Regions from separate parts of the Rattus norvegicus genome. Here region 1 is linked to region 2. A link is a contact called in public Hi-C data. All regions are on one chromosome and are shown on one strand. The core of a region is the stretch at or near the end of the contact, and the rest is flanking DNA. Distances in the headings are between cores, read along the strand shown.

Region 1 (2,700 bases), core at 52-2,551, 35 kb after region 2:
CCAGACAGGCATCAAACCGCCTTTCCCCTTTGAAACTGACAAAGAATGAAGAAGTTGGCTTCTGAGGTCTTTGCTACACAGTCACTCAGATGTCACTTGTCACGTGTTCCCTGGGAGTCTTTTCAGGTGTTAGGCCTGATCTGCTGGTGTGACAGAAAAAAAAATTTTTCTTGTCTGTCATATCCTCTGAAGTCTGGCAGGAAACCTAAAATGTGCCTGCCGCAGTCCTAGGCTGAACGCTTATCTGCTTCCTTGGGAAGAATGAGCATCGCATCATAGTGTCCGGTTTAGGGGGATTTTCAACATGACCTCACCCTCTCCACCATTCACTGACCTCAGCAGGCATTACCCAAGTCACAAATGCAGCCCGGCTGGGAATCCACATTAGTGAGCCAGCCAGGGCAGGTTATCAATAGTGCCCTGAGCTGCTAGGAAGAGGTGTTGATCAATAAGGACATCCGACATCTACTTATCCTTCGGGATGGTTAGGATGGCAGGGGTAGGGTGAGGGCCGTGGGGGGGGGAGGCGGTGACCGCTGCTAATTAAGTGCACGAGCTTGAAATAAAGCCCTGGCCGGCCTGTAATACCAGAAGTAGACAGGGAGGCTGAGATAAGACAATTGTCACAGATTTAAGCCAGCTACAGCCGCAGGGAACTTGTCTCAAGAATTTAAAAAAAAAAAAAAAAAAAGGCAAAATGTAACGAATGCCCTGGTCCGTGCAGGGATGTCCCAGCCAATGGTCGCGTGAAGGTGACAGTAAGCGGCGGGCGAGGAACTATGGGAAAGAGCAGTGGAAACTGTAGAGATAAGGATGCCTTAACGGAAAGGGGTCTGGATGGGCTTTGCTTACTCGCCTCGGGGCTCCGGGAAACGGTGGCACTAAAGGGAAACAGAAACTCTGGATCCGCAGGCGCGCGCGCGCCCAGGTTGGCCCACGTGACCCCGGACTCCGCAGTTCTCCGCGCGCGCTCCTGGCCTCAGCCAGGCCAGCGAGCGCGTGACTCGCGCCGCCCCCCCCAGCCCCCGCTGCGTGCCTGCGTGCGCGCACCCGGCAGGCGGCGGGCGCGCGCACGCCCAGAGGGCCGCCGCCCCTCCCCGGGCCCGCCCTCCTTCCCTCCCACCCTCCCCCGGCCGGCGCGTCCCGCCCTGGCGAGTCAGTCCTCGGGTTCCCTCCCTCCCCGGGCGCGCTCGGGCCGCCGCTGCGCTCCCCGCCCTCCAGCCGCCTTGCCGGAGCCACCCGCTGCCGGAGGAGGAGGTGGAGGAGCCGCAGGGGCCCGCCGAGGCGGCGGCGGCGGCAAGATGGCGGACTTCCTGCCGTCGCGCTCCGTGCTGTCCGTGTGCTTCCCGGGCTGCGTGCTGACGAACGGCGAGGCCGAGCAGCAGCGCAAGTCCAAGGAGATCGACAAATGCCTGTCGCGGGAGAAGACCTACGTGAAGCGGCTGGTGAAGATCCTGCTGCTGGGCGCGGGCGAGAGCGGCAAGTCCACCTTCCTGAAGCAGATGCGGATCATCCACGGCCAGGACTTCGACCAGCGCGCGCGCGAGGAGTTCCGCCCCACCATCTACAGCAACGTGATCAAAGGTGCGGGGCGCGGCGGGGCTTGGGGACCCCAGGGGAGCCGGGCTGGGCACCGCCCTCACCCGCCGGTCCCAAGTCTGAGGAGACCGAACCAGACCAGATCGGACGGGCAATCCTGTGGGCGCGCCTCGGTCACCGTCCTGTGCGCTGCGGTGCCCGAGTCCCTTCGATCCGGGACGCCCTGCTGTCCCCCCGCCCCCTCCCCGTGCTACCCCAGTGAGGGTCACGGTCGGCCCCGCACTCCGCGGCTGGCCTCGCCCCCTCCGAGAGGGAAGTGCGGCGAGCAGAGTGACTCGGGGCAGCGGGGCAACTTGTGTCCTCCCTGAACTCCAGGCACGACCACCCATCAGTAGCTTTAGGTTCTATTCTTCTTCCCTTATTTGCCCGTCCAGAGTGGGTGACTCTAGTAACCCGGTCTGTCACCCTTACAGCTCTGGGCGTCCTAGGCCACCTCTTGACTTAAGCAAGTTCTGGAACGGTCGTAATGAGGAAACTTTTTTTTGCCCTGAGACTCTTGTCAAGGGCATAGAGTGACAGCCTCTAGAGCCTTTTGAGGTAAGAGTATGAAACTCGCGTTTACTGAACTGGCATCAGGAAAGTCTATTAAAAAAAATAGCGCCAGTGGTTTTATCGGCTCATTGCTACAGGATGTTTGTAATTACAGCCCAACATGTTGCACACTTTTTTTTCTTTTTGCTTAATAACTTGAGGCAGGAGAAAAACGGCATCGTTACCAATGCTTAAACGAATTCATGTTTAAATATAAAGACCCTTTGGCATAAAAGTCTTAGAAGACCATCCAAGACAAGTTAGTGAGAGGCGGGGAATATGCATTGAGTTGGATGATGGGCTTTACAAATCCTGTTGAACAGTGTTTTAAAGACTGTTCCTAAGTGAAAACCACACAAAGTATTCCTTAGTGTTCAGATAAGTCGCGGAGGTGGCTTTTTATTTTGTCATTTAAAAGAATCGCCCTTTTTTCCCCTTTAGTGTCAAATATTTTCTGTGTAAGAGAAGTTGGCAGGATTGGGGCACAGCAGCCGATTTCTGAGGGGTCGAGGAGTCACCCTATTAAATCTTGGGCTCAGAAGCAAACTGTAAGATTGTAGGTCTTTTCAG
Region 2 (2,700 bases), core at 9-2,508:
GAGGGAGGGGGTGCGCTCAGGGCAGATGCTAACAGCATCTATACTGCCTGGCTCCAACTTGGCAGCTGGCTGGCCCACAGAGCCTGACTCACCCACAAAACATTAGATGAGGGACACCTAACGGTCTTTGTTGTGGGACCCAGTCCACAATCAGTCTACATCACTCAAGGCTGGGCACCTTTAAGCTGCCTTAGATGGGTCACGTTAGCCTGGGTCAGCTTTAAGAAAGCAGTCATGAGCTGGAGAGATGACTCAGTGGTTAAGAGCACTGACTGCTCTTCTAGAGGTCCTGAGTTCAAATCCCAGTCAAAACCACATGGTGGCTCACAGTCGTCTGTAATGAAATCTGATGCCCTCTTCTGGTGTGTCTGAAGACAGCTAGAGTGTACTTATATACATAAAATAAATAGAAAGAAAGAAAGAAAGGAAGGAAGGAAGGAAGGAAGGAAGGAAGGAAGGAAGGAAGAAAGCAAGCAGTCACAAGCCTTTCACTCCTCACCGCCTCCCTGGTCCGTGAGGACAAGGGTTAACTAAGAGGAAATAGCACAAGATGAGGTTGGTGTGAGGACCTGACCTTTAGACTTAAACCCAAACAAGTTGATCCAGCAAGAGGAAGATGGTGACCACGGCCTTCTGAGCTTTGTGGATATTGTGGTCAAGGTATGAACCATGTTTTTACTCTCAAATATCACACAGCCAGAAATGGCAACATGTGGGTGCTATGAAATTAGCACGTGGGTGTCTGGGTACCTGTCTCTGAGGCTGGCAGTATGCTCTGTCTTTCCCACATTCTGCCCAGCGGGTCCTGATTCTTCAGGGCCAGGAGGCACCTTTGGAAACCTATCCAGTGTTTTTATCGCGATACTACCAGTCAGTACCATCAGGAAGGGAGGATAGACCCAGGGGGAAGCCCTCTGCCCTAACCCAATCTTATTTGGACATTCCACGAAGTAGATCCCCACCCACCTGCCAGGAGGGCCAAGTGAGGACAGTACAGCCACCTTCGAGTGTCTGACCGTCATCCTGAATCCAGGATGAATGCACGACCACAACGTGAATAGGAGACCGGAAACCCTCCAAATTCACAAGGCAGCTTGTCCCGCCCCAGTCTGAACTTGAACCCTGAGGGGCAGGGCTGTGGCTGCCACCTTGGGGCCCTAAGATCAGCATTTGCAAAACTCCTCGAATCCACGCCAGCCAATCAGCTCGCGGCGCCGCGCGCACTTTAGGATGCCCTGCACAGACTCAAACTACCACCAGGGGGCGACATGTGGCTCCACCTGGACCCTGTAAGGAAGCAAAACAGTCAAAGAGGGTTGACTGTTGAGCCCCACCACTGAAGTCTGAGAAAGTGAAAGCGATATGTGAACCGACTTTGAATCCCTGGTGAGCCTGTTCCCAAGTCATTGAGTGACCTTTAGCCATTACTTAAACTTTCTAATAGTTTATATTCTCTTCTAAACTGAGAAAAGTCAGGAAACGGCAATGGCACGCGCCTGCCAGGGTGGCTCACCGGCCCATAGGCCCTTGACCCCTGGATTTACTACCTAGGTGTAGGAGCTCCAGCAAGGACCACGAATAATGGCTGCGCCTTCTGGAAGAGGCTTTGTTTGGTCCTGCTTCGAAGCTCACGGAGAAAAACGTGTTTCTAAACAGAAATAGGTCTGGCACGTGCTGAATTCCTAGTAATGTTTGTCCTTTAGCTCTTGGAGCTCATCCTACACCTCACCACAGCCCAACCCCACCCTCACACCAACTCCCGTCTTACCTGGTACTAGGGACTGAACCTAGAGTCTCTTGCATGCTAACTGCACGCTCATCCACGAAGTCACAAAGCCATACTCCCAAGCCCCTTTTGGGAATCTTTTCCTTCCCACACCCCTCCTCATGATCATACCTAATAACGTGCCCGCGCGCGCGCGGCGCTCACACACACACACACACACACACACACACACACACACACACAGTATGAGGACTGCTGGAGTTATAAATGAAGGTAGGACCATAGGTTCTACCATCATCAGGTTAAATTTTAGCTGCTTTTTACCATCAGTCTGTGAGATTTGGGCTAATTAACCTCTCTGCACCTTAATTCCAATTCTACAAAATAGTCAGCTGAGTGTATCGATGTATATCTGTATTCCAGCACTTGAGAGTTGGAAACAGGAAAGACAGGTGCTGAAAACCAACCTCGGCTACGTAGGCAGTTTAAACCCAACCTGGGCTGCATAAGACCCCATCTCAAACAAACCAACAACAAAAACAACAAATAAAATAAAATACAGCTCACTAATAATAATAGAGCAGAGTTATTAGGGGAAGATAAATAGGTAAAGATTGAATAAATCTGAGTTGTTACTACTATTTGTTTAAAGATTTATTTATTTTATGTATGTGAGTACACTGTCGATGTCTTCAGACACATCAGAAGAGGGCCTCAGATCTCACTTCAGACAGTCGTGAGCCACCATGTGGTTGCTGGGATTTGAACTTAGGACCTCTGGAAGAGCAGTCGGTGCTCTTAACCACTGAGTCATCTCTCCAGCCTGAGTTGTTACTACTATTATTAGCACCATTAACGGTGGTATAAGAGTGCCCACGGTGGGTTGGGGATTTAGCTCAGTGGTAAGGCCCTGGGTTTGGTCCTCAGCTCCCGGGGGGGGGGGGGGAGAAAAAGAGTGCCCACGGTTTATAACA

Evidence for each region. A called contact is a pair of places that touch in the nucleus more often than the background predicts.
Region 1: a Hi-C map of the A7r5 cell line shows a contact between it and region 2, with 1.8 times the contacts expected there. The contact joins the promoter of Gna13 here to the enhancer-like site in region 2. A contact is called at or near these places in 4 of 12 Hi-C or Micro-C datasets (the A7r5 cell line, frontal cortex, liver and 1 more) and 1 of 1 datasets of contacts at active chromatin or transcription factors (oligodendrocytes).

Annotation. Positions count from the first base shown.
Region 1 is chr10:94,836,155-94,838,854 of GRCr8, forward strand. It overlaps Gna13 (G protein subunit alpha 13), which reads left to right and starts at 1,302. Exons shown (of 4, transcript NM_001013119.1): 1 at 1,302-1,584. The coding sequence starts at 1,302. It overlaps LOC134480892 (a long non-coding RNA gene), which reads right to left and starts at 692. Exons shown (of 2, transcript XR_010055858.1): 1 at 1-692.
Region 2 is chr10:94,800,978-94,803,677 of GRCr8, forward strand. No RefSeq gene overlaps it. Among named protein-coding and RNA genes, the nearest start is that of Rgs9, 32 kb to the left of the region's middle. Within about 2 kb of position 1,259, at least 16 of the 93 cell types and tissues checked have an H3K27ac peak or open chromatin away from gene starts, as enhancers often do. A contact at or near this core is called in the A7r5 cell line, where this site is marked.